Regions from separate parts of the Mus musculus genome. Here regions 1, 2, 3 and 5 are each linked to region 4. A link is a contact called in public Hi-C and targeted proximity ligation data. All regions are on one chromosome and are shown on one strand. The core of a region is the stretch at or near the end of the contact, and the rest is flanking DNA. Distances in the headings are between cores, read along the strand shown. Region 1 holds the start of Vps13a (vacuolar protein sorting 13A). Region 2 overlaps Prune2 (prune homolog 2). Region 3 holds the start of Gcnt1 (glucosaminyl (N-acetyl) transferase 1, core 2). Region 4 holds the start of Carnmt1 (carnosine N-methyltransferase 1). Region 5 holds the start of Foxb2 (forkhead box B2).

Region 1 (2,700 bases), core at 64-2,563, 1.9 Mb after region 4:
GAGGCTCACAACCTCCTGTAACGCCAATAACCAGAGAGCTATTCCTGAGGGTACCAGGTACGGATGTAGAAAACACTTATACACACACACAAATGAAATTTAAAATTGTGCTAAATAAAAACTCATTAAAAAAAACCAACATGGATGAAGGTTTAGAATCTTGATAGAAAAATCCATGAAAACAGAAGGGGTCCTATTTGGGAAGAAGGAATCAGTCAATAGGACAAGAAAGAGTCATGGGTAATAAACGACCAAAATATACACATTTATCAAGATGTTATAATGAAACCCATTATTTTGTAAAATATATGCTAATATATTCTTTAAAAGCTTAAAAAAGTTTACACTATTTTTGCTCTTTTTTTTTTCTGAAATAAATTTGAGATACTTGATGACTATGCACAAAATACACTCAGTGCCAAATCAGGATGTGCCTTGCGAAGAGAAAGTTGAAAGTGTACTGCTGCCTCTGAAATCCTCAGAGGATTAATGTCGGTTCTGTAAGTTGCACCTCTGTCTTGTGACCTCAGGACTTTGGGACCAATTTTCTCTAAGTCCAAGCGTGGAGCGGAGACACTACTTATTTTAGCTTGGCCACTAAGGCTCAGAGGTGTCTTTCTTGGTTCTTGGCAGGCTCTCTGCTGTCTCCGGACTGACTCAAACGTGCTACTCTTTAACATGACTGGCGGCTTTCACATAAATGATTTGACCGGAAAAAGGTGCCAAGAGCAGTTGCACATTAAGAACTTGGAATTTATCTCCCAACTTTACTCTCCCTCGCCCCTCCTCAGCACAGATTAGTAGCTGAGGAAGTAAGGGAAGGCAACTGAAGGGCCAGTTCGCATCCTTGCCAGGAGAAGGGAGAACGTCAGGAAGTACCCAAGCACCAAGGCTGGCCGAACCTCACAACTGGTAATAATGGGGGAAAAGCGTCCTGGGAAACTGCCTCAGGAAACTTCCCGCAACCTCGCACCAAGCTGTACACTCTCCACTCTTTGGATCCCGCGATCTTAGTTTTCTCTTTCGGAAGCGGCGTTCCTGTCGGTTATCATCACGCCCCGCCTCCTAGAGAAAGTTCGCTGCGGGTAAAAAGGAGAATCATTCCGGGGCGGGGTCTCCAGCGCTCGACTGGTGTTCTGTTGCTAAGCGACGGATAGGAGGCGCGGCCGGCGGGAGAGGCCCGGCGGTCCGCTCGCGGGCAAGGGCGGGCCCGCGGCTGCGCAGCCGCCGTCCTTCACTCTCGCTCCCGGCCGCGCCTCCAGTTCCGCGTCGGTCACGCCCCCACGCGCAGCCCGAGCTGCGCACGCGTGGTGCGAGCGGCTACCTTCCTTCTGTGGGGCTCGCGGTCGGGTTGAGGGGACCCGGCAGCACCCGCACCGTAGCTGGAGCGGGCCGGGAGCCGGTAAGCCGAGCCGTCTCGAGGGAGGAGCAGCCCGGGTAGTGCCGCGGTGCCCTCCGCGGCAGAGAGGAAAAAAAATGGTATTCGAGTCGGTGGTCGTGGAAGTGTTGAACCGGTTCCTGGGAGACTATGTGGTGAACCTGGACGAGTCCCAGCTCTCCCTGGGCATTTGGAAAGGTAACGGGGTCGCCGCTCCAGGGTCGCGGGAGACGGCGGCGCGGTTTCTCGTGGCTTCGGTCCTTGGCCAGCCCGGCGCCGCCACCTGCAGCTGCCCGCCTCGCCCTTCAAGTTATGTAAAGCGGGGCGGCGGTTCCCGGGCGGGCGGGCGGGCGGCGCGAGCCGTGAGGTTGGGGGAGGCGCTGGCTGAAGCCTCGCGTCCCGGTGGGGCCGGGTGCTGGTGACCCTTGGCCTCCGCTGGGCAAGGGAGGCATCCCTGGCAGTTTGGCCCCGGGCTGTCAGGAAGGCTCCGGCGAGCCCACGGGGAGTCGCACGCCGACTTGCACGTGAAGACCAGGCGCCGTCCGCGAAGACACCCTTCGTCCCTTCCCTGCCCCACTTCACCGTGCTTTCTAGGCGAGTTCCGGTCCGGCCACTGAACTTGGACTTGGGTGTTGCTTAGCTGGGACAGGCAAATGACAGGGGGAATAAAAGGAAAGGAAAGCCCCTTTCAGAGTATCTCAGAGTTACTTAGGTTTTCAGGTCGCAGCCTGACCAGGTGGGAATGTGGGTGTTTGTAAGACCTGAGTTTTTTGTTTTTTTAAAGAACGAAAAGAAAATGCAGGAAAACAGACGGTCAAAATGTAATTTGGGCTTTCCGTTTCTCGGACCTGACGAAGACGTGATGAGCACTCCTCTCTGTTGCTTAGATGGGAAGGGCTGCATCTACCCCTTCACTGCAATGATTTACCTAATACAGTGTCTTATTTTTAGTGTTTCCATCTGTATTGCATTAGACTCTTGTTTATTTTAAGTAGCTATTAGCAAGTAGAGGCCTTTTTTGAAATGAACGTTCCAGGCCAAAGTTAGGGTTAATTATTTGTGTAAATAGTGTGTGCATTCTCTGATAATGTACTTACTTAAAACTTTCTAAAAGTTCTCGTTTATCTTGAGCCTTCTCATTTTTGAAATAATGAAAACAAGTAATTTAGTTTTATTAAACAAACAAGCCCTCAATGTAGCTAGGTACCTTCTTCCACGATAACGTGGGCAATTGATCTGTAAGAGCTAGCACAGCCTCTTTGAGATCAGGTACTTGCAAGTTGCTTAGTCTGCGCTGCTTCTCAGTTGCAGAGTGAGGATAA
Region 2 (2,700 bases), core at 161-2,660, 1.5 Mb after region 4:
TTTTGTTGTTTTGTTTTAGAGGTGTGTAGATATTAAATTTCTCAACAATTGACATCCCACAGTCTATTTTCTTTACTATTTAAATTTAATTATCCTACATTTTTATGTTCTGGGCATATTACCAATTATAATGCCAGGAAAACTTTCATCACATGAAGACTTTGAGATGGCTTATTCTGAAGCAGCTCCCATCTTCCTCTGTGGGAGGCTGGGGGGGGGGGGGGCTTTGAGGAGGGGGAAAGGGTAGAGATGGGGATGGTGCTAGAGCCCTGGAGCTCTGGGGTGACTAGGCAGGGATGAGTGGTGGTGGTGGGGACTGGGGCTGGGGTGGGGCGGGGTGGGGCTGGGGTGGGGCTGGGTGGGGCTGGGTGGGGCTGGGGCTGGGGCTGAGGCTGGGGCTGGATGGGTGGGGTTGGGGTGAAGCTGGGGCTAGGGGCACTTTTCCTGGTTGGATATGGGTCTAAAAACTACTCACAAAATCAGTTACTGATACTAATCTGTAGAGAGTCGGGCAATTGGTGAAAGGATGCCCCTCTCCCTTAAAACATGGCCAGTGCTCTCTTTGCAGGGCAGTATCTGCCACCCATCACCTCTGCCGGGTAGAAATCGAGTGTTATCGTCTAAAGTGGCCAGGGGCACTTTATCGTTAATTGCTTACACAATTTACTTTTTCAGCGAAATACTGACATTTCATACATAAAATAGTGGTTCTGTCTCTTGATTCTGATAGGCCAGTGCGAACAGCAGAAGCCCATTTTTGAGAGTGACCTACTTCTGTAGCTTAGAAATCAGGTAGGTTGTAAATGTTCTAAGATTTATCAGAAAAATATTGAGAAGTGGGTGTTGTTATAGTAGCTTCGATAACTTTTAGAAACGCAAAATGTGAACTCCTCACTACTCCGGCAGCCTGCCCACACCATCCAGACATTACAGTCATCCTCTCTCGGCGGTCTCAACAGTTTTAACACGGTCACTTCCTCTAATTTATTGTCTGCATATTTATCCTAGACATAAATGAATAAAAATTGATTATAGCTATGCAGAGGTGTGTTAGATAATTGTCTGCAGCCAGGAAGGGGGCGAGAAATCGAAAGCTTGCCTGCTCCTTGGTTCTGAGCTGGTCAGCTGTCGGGTGTCAGGGGTGAGGGACCGGGCAGAATCCAGCCTCCTCTTGCCCCCTCCTCCCTCCTCCAACTTCCCAGCGGCAATAGACAGGCTTCAAGAAGGACTGTCTCCATTGCAATCTCTCCTCGCCCGGCCCAATCTTCCTAAAGTCTGACCAGGACCCACCTACCTTCTGAGGGTGACAGGAGGCTTGCTAGCGAGAGGAACAGAAAGATGCGCGGTTCTGGCGCTTCAGCATCTCCCTTCTGGAGCAGTTAACACCAAGTACAGATTCGCCTCCATTTTCTGGTCACGTGATCCCTGGCACATCTAAATAAGGCTGATCACCTGCCTCCTAGATCTCCTAGTGCACCAGCCTGCTGTGCCTGGCGCTGGAGCAGAAGCTGGGAAAGGCAGCGTTTGGGAATAGAAAATACTCCCGCGGGATTATGGAGTCACAAACACCCTCTTGATTTTTATGTCATTTTTACGAAAACCGCTGCCACTCCTTTCTCTGAATAAGGCTGCATTTGAATTTCTTCAACATACAAGTTTGAAAGAGATTCCGTTCCTAGAAACCTTTTAAACACACACACACACACACACACACACTACCTCTACAGCGTATCTACAAAAAAAGGTAATTGAGCATTTAATGAACAATGATTAAGATAATACAGAGAACCATAAAAAAACATAGAAAAAATAGTTCTAGAAAAAAAAAGTCAGAAAGTTCTAGAAAAGCCAGGATGCCCACCCAAGACTCATACAGCTCTAAGGTGCATGGTGGATTAAATATGCTGCAAACAGAGATTTGAGTTTGAATCTAACCTCACTTACTAGCTAGTTTGCAGGAGACTATGACAGCATGGCGCCTCAGCTCTCCAGCTCACAGACAGCAATAATAATGCTACTTTAAAACTGTAAGATAACCTATCCAGCGGGGCTGGGTTGAAATAGCTTTGCAGCAAATGTTCACTACTATTAATTCTAGAATTGCCAGCAGAGACTGGGGATGCCATTCTGCTAGAAAAGCATTTGCCTCATGTGTACAGTGGTCTTGGATTCAATCTTAATAAGCCAGGCATGGTGACGCATGCCTATAATCCCAGCATCCAGGTGGAAGCAGAAGGAACAGAATGCCAAGGTCATCTTTAGCACAATAGCAGTTGTGAAGTCAGCCTGTGATACACAAGGCCCTCTCCAAATGAATGAATGATTCAATGAGTAAGTAAATAAAGAAATATATATATAAATTACAAAATAGAAATGCCATCTGGAGTACCGATATAATTATGGCAAGTAAAGTATCAAAGGACATTTATATAATAGATGGGAACATAATCAGTTTCAGCCCAATTGTTATTTACTTATTTATTCATTTATTGAAAAACTGTCTTGCTGGGTTGAGGCTGGCCTCAAACTAATGGTGGTCCTCCTGTCTCTGGGGTTACAAATGTGAGTCACCATGCCCAAACTTTATACCAACTCTTAATTAGAGACACTTTTAAAACTCACATTTTGGGCACTGTGATTAAAATGCTTCCTGTTCTTGCAGAGGACCCAGATTCAGTTCCTACCACCCACACCAGGTGA
Region 3 (2,700 bases), core at 121-2,620, 1.3 Mb after region 4:
CATAAACCTCATGTGGGAAAGGGCTCATGTCCTTTCTCTGTTCTAGACCTAACACATAATCCACTATAAAAGGAGCTGGAAGTGTGGCTGGTCTTCTAGATGATCCCAGTTCAATTTCTACCACCCGCAGGGAGACTCACAGCCATCTGTAACTCCAGTTTGAGAGGACCAATGGCCTCAGAGGGCACTGTATGCATGTGATGAACATACAGACACACAACACATCCATGCACATAAAATAATAATGGAATTAAACTTAGAATGCATTATAACATTACTTTTCTGCATAAAATTAGAGCAAGAGAGCGAAAACTGTCACTGGAGGGGAAATCTCTTAAGGAAAGGGTCGAGGTTGAAGGAAGGAATCATTAACTCCCAGTTCATTGTTTCTGCAGGTGGCCAGAGCTGATGTTGCTTTCCCCTGGAAGACTCCAGGGAAAGGGGGAGGGGCAGGGAACAGGGACAAGGCAAACAAAGCAATCTTCCAAGAGTCAACCCCTAGAATAGAAGAGAGGAAGGGGCCAAGCTTAGCAGAAAGGACACATGGGGCTGGAGTTGGCATGAACTGGGGTGTTATTGTTCCACTCAGTAGACACCACTATCTCCTGTTCTGTTCTGTTGCGGGCAGTCCTTGGGGCAACCTCTTCAGATCTACAGCCCAAGAGGGTGAATTTCACAGATTGGTGCTTCCAAGACAGCTCAGCCTTGCTTTCTACACTCCCACGGATAATGTCTTCTATCCTTGAGGGGCACTAAGCATGCTCACCTGAGACCCACATGCTTGCAAACTTGTAGTTTCTCTAATCTGTATATTTGTGTATTGTTTACTATGTAAAGCATAACGTGTAAAGTGAGTTAGTACTACGAATTAAAGTGCGAAAGAGGAACCAGCTTTCAAGTAAAATCAGGATTACTTGGCAAGCTGCAACCAAAAAACTGACATTGCTTGTGAATATATTGGTTATTCAATAAATTCTGACATTCTGGTAACACAAAATGAGATACAAGGTTTATCTAGAAAATGATAAGGCATGGGCGACTCTAAAGTTGATGCAGTATAAACACGTTGGGCATTTTAACTTTTTACTTATTTTTAAGATCAGACAGGACAACAGTTGGCACATTTCCTGCTTCAGAGGAAGAAGACATAAAAGTTCTTAAAAGATCCCATCCAGGTAGCTTGTCCTTGGCCCAGAGAACCAAGAATTCTTAGGAAGCAAGAGGAAGTTTGGATTCTAGTTTTCTTCCCGGACAACTGCAACTCCCAGAGGGCGCCCTCACCTCGAGCGGTGGCCGCAGGTGGGCGAAGTGGAACCGGGGGCGTGGTCTTAAGGGTGGGCCTGGGGGCGTGGTCTCGAGGGTGGGTCCTAGGGCGTGGCGCTGGCTCGGAGGTCTGGAGCGCAGAAGGCTGAGCGCGCCAGTATCCGCTTGGCGAGCCGATCCAGCACTGTTTCGTGCGCCCTGCAGGCACAGGCTCCAGGTAACCTAGGCTGGGCCAGCGGTGGGGTTGCCCGGCAGAGTTGGACAGCACCGAACCGGATCTAACGGGCGGGACGGGCTGCACCAAGGAGGCAGTGGTGCTGGAGCAGGGAGAGGGCGCTTGGTTCGGGAACCCGGCTAGGATGGAGCAGGAGTCCTCTTAGCACTCTCCTTCCGGTCCTTCGGTGGGACGCGGATACACACGTGGCATCTAGAAGTCACTTTCTGACCACTCTTTCCCGGACTGGTGCAATGAGTGAGGGCTTAGAAATCAGGGTTGGTTGCAGGCATGAAAAGTAGAGACGAACGGTGTCTTGGGCGCCAAAGACTTAAACTTCGTAAGGCCACAGGCCAGTGTAGAGACGTTTGTGACTCCCTGTTAGAGCGCCGACCGAGAAGCCGACGCTGGGGCAGAGAATGACTACTTTAGGGTGATTGCAAACAGACTGGCCAGTTTGGGGTCCAAGCAGTCGCCGCTCTTCCTCTTGCCTTGGGCTGCAGGTCTGTTACAAAAACGGGTAATTCTTCTTAGACATGTTAGTTCTTTAGTTTTTGCTTTTTCTTGGGTTATTACTTTTTCTTTTCTTTTTTTTTTCTGCCTTCCTCCCTCCCTCCTTCATTCCTTCTCTCTTTCATGTGGCTTCGAACTCAAAGAGATCTTCCTGCTTCTGTCTACCAAGGTTAAAGATGAGCGCCATCACACCTCAAGAGTGAGAAGAAGTCCATCTCATGCGCATAGCTGCTCCCAGTCTTAGTTCTTTCAGTGCAGAATAAAAAAATGCAACCCCTTTCCCCGTGCAACTGTGGAGGATCCTCCAGTGGAGGATCCGAGCTTGGCTCTGCAAAAAAAAACAAGTGTCAGCTTGGTGTGTACTCTTTATCTTTCCTTTTCGCTGCAGAAGAGAACTGCTTTGTTACAAATAATGGAGCTAGAGGCAAACTGGTAGGTAGGAGGTAGTGTTCAGAGAGAGCACTGGTGCGTTGACTTGAGAAGGAGGGTGGGTGGGGCTGTGACCTGAATTTGGTGAGTGGTGGTGGGGGAGCAATATGATTTCTTCCTCTGGCCTGCTGCCCCTATTTAGAGCTGTTCTGAAAGGCGGGTTTGTCTTCTGGAAAGGAAGAGGAGGGGTAGACAGTTTTGTTTTGTTTTGTTTTGTTTTAAAGATCAGAGTAAATTATCTGTTAGTAGACAGGGACCCCTCTGCAGAGGATTGGAAGAAG
Region 4 (2,700 bases), core at 127-2,626:
ATTATTTCATCGAAGTCTTTGACTCAAGAACTGCCTGTGAGCCTAGAACTTGAGAGCTTGAGGCCTTGGGTTCCACACACCTGCCATACCTGACACTCTGTAACCATCAGATCCTAAATAACTGTTCAATTCAAAACAGTAACAAAGTAATAGAACCACCGCGCAAGACTGATTAGGGCTGTTGGGGGAGTGTCCTCTTTTGCCACTATGTTTTATTTTTAAAATAGAGCTTCAACAGCATTGCCAAACACAGTGCCATAAAAGTAAGGTTCGTCCTTGCCCTCGATGGGAGTCAGACCTGGGCAAAGAGTTACATATATAAACAACTGTAATACAAATAGCAACAGAGTACCACCTAGGTTGGTTTGATCCGCACACGAGGTCACGCTCATCTCTCTGGTTCTAACCACAGGTTCAGAACACAGTGGACTGTGTCGCTTACGGATATAAATGTACTAACTCTCCTTGCCCAAAACCCCGGGTGCACGAAGACGCGAACAGATCTGTACTTGGGCATTCTCATTGGGCTATCTGAACACCTATCCAGACCATATGTAGAAGTTAGGAAGCTGCGATACGAATGGAGAGCCTACAGAAGAGTCCCACAACCATGCCTAGCCCACGAGAGGAATTCCGTACTTACTCGCAGACCACAAGAACATAAAGCCGGCTCCGGTGCCCGCTCTCTTTTTTCCTTACCAAGATGCACATTTTGCAACTCCGGGATCTCTTCCTCCCTCCACCATCCGGTCAGAGCCACTCGGCAGCACCGTTCAGTTCTCTACAAAAAGTGCACACTCGCTCCGGCGGCTCCGGGTGAGGTGGGAGGCAGCCCCACGGGACCGCCCGCGCGCAGGTGACCGCGGGCTCCGCGAACCAGCCACGAGGCGGGCCCCGAGACTGCGGCGTGCGGGCGGGCGGGCGCGCCTTACCCGTAGTAGCGGAACGCGTTGATGACCTTCCAGAAGTGCTCGCGCTCCAGCCGCTCCTCGTCCTCGGCGGTGCCGCGCGCCGGGGGCCCCGCAGGCGCGGCCGAGCCCAAACGCCCGGCGGAGAACTGCACCTCCACGTCCTCGCTTCGCCCGCCGTCCTGGGCCGGTTGAGACGCGGGCGGAGCGCGCTGTCGTCGCTGCATCGCCGCCGCGGCCCACGGCGTGACCCGCCTGCGCTTCCCGGCTCCCGAGTGCGTGGTGGCGAACGGCCGGGCCTCCTCTAGACGGCGCCGGCCGCGGCCGAGGCCCCCGCTCGCGGCACGCCCCGCCCCCGCCGCCCTCAGGCCTCCATTCGCGCTGCGCTCCGCCAGGGTTTCGGGACCCGCGCACGCGCCGACGACCAGGCTAAGGCCGCGGCCGCCCGCGTTCATTCGCTGCCGGGCTTCCGCTACGACGCGCTGACGTCCGAATACGCTTAGAGGGCGGGGTCTAGGGCCAGCTGGAGGAGGAGCTCCTTTGCTGGGGGCGGTGCTAGAGCAGCAGGCACCAATGAGAGCCAGTGGGCGGGGCCACGAATCTGGCCCGCTGGAGTGGGACGGGCTCTGAGGCTGGAAAGGAAGGGCAAGAGAAAGAAAAAGTGGGTTTTCAGGAATTGATTTTGAATGTTTTAACTTTAGAAACTCAAAAAGGCAAGGTCTTAAGTTAGCCCTTGAAACTCGTTTTCTAAGTGGATTCCCTTTAAGCACCCATGAAGGCACAATTAAGAGTGCTTCAGGGAAAAGTCCAAGTTGCAGAATCAGAAGACATTCCATTAGCTGGGAGATGAACCAGAGTCAGTGTTTCCAATCAAACCTTCAGAAAACTGAGAAGCAAGCCCTGAAGGTTTGTGAGCTGGTCGCTCGTCTTGTAAATTCACTCCACAATGACATCAGTGACCTCCTTGCTCAGGATGTCATGGCTATGGGAATAGTTACTGGCAGCATAGCATCTTCCTCGCCTGTGATGAGCTACTCGAGATAGAAATGTAGCAGAGCCCCAGATCTTAGAAGGCCCTGAGACCTTAGCTCACCTGAATCTATGATGAAGTGCCGTTAAGGCTGTAAAACTCAGCACACAGACAGCACCACTGCCAAAGTAAAACAAAGGCTGAATCCATCAAAGTCCATAGCTCCGGGGAAGTCTGTAAATGTACTTGCTTTTTAGCTCTTGGACGTCTGCTTCTGGCTACCTGTTCTTGCTAACTTTAGTGTGTCAACCCAAAACATAATTTTTGTGTATAAAGGTCATCCTGCAAGAGGCTCACTGCTACACTGGGATCCCGAACATCCGGTGTCGTCAATGGCCGGCTAATCGAGCTTTCCATTGGCTTAAACCCATGTCTGAACAGTCCTCTCTGGTGGACACCTCACAACAGAAGAACTGACAGTAGGCGTTAGTGTGATCTTCATCCGTGACTGAGTTCCAATTCTACAAACACTGCTCTGAGCCCTTGCCTCTTGCCAGTGCCTGTCTCCCCAAATAAGGTGAATAGGGTCTTCTCAACAATGGCCCTGTCACTTGGTATCTTGTCATAAAACTGGATACCATGTCCCAGGAAGTAGAGCCCTCAGCAGGGATTGCCCATCTGGACTCCAGTCTTGTCAAAGTGGATACATACAGATGCTCTCATAAACCTGAGACTGGTAGCACTCTGTGCCAACAGAGGAATTAGAGGATGGTGTTTCAGTCTCTCTCTCTCTCCCCCCCCTCCCCCGCCCTCTGTGTGTGT
Region 5 (2,700 bases), core at 118-2,617, 1.8 Mb after region 4:
GTGTTGGAGTTTCTCCACCCGCCAAGCTTCTTGCCTCCTAATTCCCTGCCTATTATCTTTCTGCCCCCTAAATCAAGGTTCTGGGGTGCAAAGAGCAATTCGTGCCTCGCTGAACCTGCCAAAAAATGGGCCGATCTGTAGGCCCCAGCTCTTCTTTCTATTGGTTTCCACTTACAACCCTCTGGGCGTCTCTGTTTCTCCAAGAGAAAAGGAGCTGGAGACAAAGGTGCTCCAAACTGGAGACCTAAATGGCTAGGCCACCGGGAAACTAAGGGAGAGTGGGTGAAAAGACTGAATGATAAAGGGAGAGAGCTATGCAAGACCTGACGGGTGAGAAAGCAGTGCCGTGCCCCCTTGCTGTGGAACAGCAGACCCCCACAACTAGACAGTGACCCCTTCTCAGTGGTCAGACGGCTGAAGCCTGGGCTGGCAAGCGGGAAGTGAAAGCGAAGGGTCGGGGTGACCAGTGGAAATGGAGAAGGGGCGGAGACGAGAAATTGTGCCTTCTTGCCCCTTCTTCAGCAAAAGAAGAGGCTGTGGAGGCGGCGGCGGCGGAGTCCCTCAGCCTCGGTCATGTGATAGTCTCGAAGCGCAAGCTGCAGGGGTCTCGGCGTCTCGGGGACCATTACAAAACGCAGCCAGGAGAGCGCGTCGCTGCCACAGCAGCGCGTCTTCTCAAAACCCGCGGGGCAGAGCGGCTGCAGCTGCAGCTCAGACGGCTGTTCGGACCGGGCGAGCCGGGTCCTAGCCTGTCTACGCAGACGCCCCCTGCAGCCTGCGGCTAGCTCCGGGAGTTCTGACACCGTCCCCTCCATAGAGCCTGACGGTGGGCGCCGCTGCTGTAGACAGCACCAAACTTTTTTCTTGGAACCACCACCTAGAGCTCGGTGCCTCTTCCATTTTCAGCTTGCCTGCAGATCTCCTGAAAAAAGAGGGTACGTACGTACAGTAGCGGATAGGAAAGTGCGCGCTCCCTCTCTCTCTTCTTACCCTGTCTACCCCTTTTTGTAAGATTTGAACTCCAGCGCGGACAGACCCAGTACCAGGTCAGCTTCCAGGGTCGAAAGATCGGTCACCAGTGGCCTCGGGACAGCTAGTGTGGACTCGAGCTTAAAAAGCCAGTCTTCATTATCCAGTTGGTTTGATCTGAGCTGCCTTTGTACCGATAAAGGGAAAAGAGACCAAAAAGAAACTCATTCCACAGCCTTTCGCTCCAGAGCTCAAGTCTAGTCATCCAAGAGGAGGACGAGACGGAGAAAAGCAAGGTAAAGCTGGCGAGTCTCTCTGGCTACTGTGAGGGCCTGCCCACGACAGTCAAGACCAGAAGTTGTGAGCGCCATAAAACTGTATTGGCTCAAAAAGCCAATTGCGGGGACCCGGGGCAGCTCCCCGAAGGAGGAGGACCAAGGCAAAAGGGGTCTGGGGACCAAGAAAGCTGGGGATCAGGCTGCGCAGGTGGAGAGAGAATTAGTGGGGACACTTAAGCCTGGTATCCGGCTTTCCGAGAGGCGTTAAGGCCCACTGTGGGCCGGACGGAAGTGGAAGAGCCTGGGAAGATGCCACGGCCAGGGAAGAGTTCCTACAGCGACCAAAAGCCGCCCTACTCTTACATCTCACTGACCGCCATGGCCATCCAGCATTCGGCTGAGAAGATGCTGCCTCTGAGCGACATCTACAAGTTCATCATGGAGCGCTTCCCCTACTACCGCGAGCACACGCAGCGCTGGCAGAACAGCCTGCGCCACAACCTCTCCTTCAACGACTGTTTCATCAAGATCCCTCGGAGGCCGGACCAACCCGGTAAGGGCAGCTTCTGGGCGCTACACCCTGACTGCGGTGACATGTTCGAGAACGGCAGCTTCCTGCGGCGCCGCAAGCGCTTCAAGGTGCTACGCGCAGACCACGCTCACCTACACTCAGGAAGCAGCAAGGGCGCGCCCGGCACGGGGCCAGGAGGTCACCTGCATCCCCACCATCCCCACCACGCACACCACCACCACCACCATCACCACCACGCCGCACACCATCACCACCATCACCACCCGCCGCAGCCGCCCCCGCCGCCGCCGCCGCACATGGTGCCCTATTTCCACCAGCAGCCGGCTCCGGCTCCGCAGCCTCCACACCTCCCGTCGCAGCCCGCGCAGCAGCCACAGCCGCAGTCGCAGCCTCCGCAGACGTCCCATCCCGGCAAGATGCAGGAGGCGGCGGCCGTGGCGGCGGCCGCAGCAGCGGCGGCGGCCGCAGCGGTGGGCAGCGTGGGGCGTCTGTCTCAGTTCCCACCCTACGGGCTGGGCTCGGCCGCCGCCGCCGCCGCTGCAGCCGCCGCGTCCACCACAGGCTTCAAACATCCGTTCGCCATAGAGAACATCATCGGGCGGGACTACAAGGGCGTGCTGCAGGCTGGAGGGTTGCCTTTGGCGTCGGTCATGCACCACTTGGGCTACCCCGTGCCGGGCCAGCTCAGCAATGTTGTCGGCTCCGTGTGGCCTCATGTTGGCGTGATGGATTCGGTAGCCGCGGCTGCCGCTGCTGCCGCCGCAGCTGGGGTCCCGGTAGGCCCGGAGTATGGGGCATTCGGGGTGCCAGTCAAGGCTCTGTGCCACTCGGCAAACCAGAGCCTGCCAGCTGTACCGGTGCCCATCAAGCCCACGCCTGCGCTACCACCCGTGACCACGCTGCCGCCGGCGTTGTCTGTCC

What was found. Hi-C and Micro-C count contacts between places; a contact is called where the count stands out from the background.
Region 1: a Hi-C map of muscle stem cells shows a contact between it and region 4, with 5 times the contacts expected there. A contact is called at or near these places in 6 of 39 promoter capture datasets (hematopoietic stem and progenitor cells, hippocampal neurons, liver and 2 more), 3 of 484 Hi-C or Micro-C datasets (CD4 T cells, CD8 T cells and muscle stem cells), 3 of 130 datasets of targeted methods (astrocytes, large pre-B cells and pro-B cells) and 1 of 9 other capture datasets (liver).
Region 2: a targeted proximity ligation map of embryonic stem cells shows a contact between it and region 4, with 5 times the contacts expected there. A contact is called at or near these places in 3 of 39 promoter capture datasets (hippocampal neurons, pre-B cells and second pharyngeal arch cranial neural crest) and 8 of 130 datasets of targeted methods (astrocytes, embryonic stem cells, large pre-B cells and 1 more).
Region 3: a contact with region 4 is called in a targeted proximity ligation map of microglia, with 5 times the contacts expected there. A contact is called at or near these places in 1 of 39 promoter capture datasets (hippocampal neurons) and 3 of 130 datasets of targeted methods (extraembryonic endoderm stem cells, large pre-B cells and microglia).
Region 5: a contact with region 4 is called in a targeted proximity ligation map of astrocytes, with 4 times the contacts expected there. A contact is called at or near these places in 3 of 39 promoter capture datasets (hippocampal neurons, liver and pre-B cells) and 1 of 130 datasets of targeted methods (astrocytes).

The regions. Positions count from the first base shown.
Region 1 is chr19:16,779,546-16,782,245 of GRCm38.p6, reverse strand. It overlaps Vps13a (vacuolar protein sorting 13A), which reads left to right and starts at 1,313. Exons shown (of 72, transcript NM_173028.4): 1 at 1,313-1,576. The coding sequence starts at 1,477.
Region 2 is chr19:17,135,486-17,138,185 of GRCm38.p6, reverse strand. All of the region lies in intron 9 of Prune2 (prune homolog 2), which reads right to left. Among named protein-coding and RNA genes, the nearest start is that of Prune2, 180 kb to the right of the region's middle.
Region 3 is chr19:17,355,337-17,358,036 of GRCm38.p6, reverse strand. It overlaps Gcnt1 (glucosaminyl (N-acetyl) transferase 1, core 2), which reads left to right and starts at 1,370. Exons shown (of 3, transcript NM_173442.5): 1 at 1,370-1,480.
Region 4 is chr19:18,669,435-18,672,134 of GRCm38.p6, reverse strand. It overlaps Carnmt1 (carnosine N-methyltransferase 1), which reads right to left and starts at 1,376. Exons shown (of 8, transcript NM_026120.5): 1 at 933-1,376. The coding sequence starts at 1,135.
Region 5 is chr19:16,872,497-16,875,196 of GRCm38.p6, reverse strand. It overlaps Foxb2 (forkhead box B2), which reads left to right and starts at 1,367. Exons shown (of 1, transcript NM_008023.2): 1 at 1,367-2,700. The coding sequence starts at 1,557.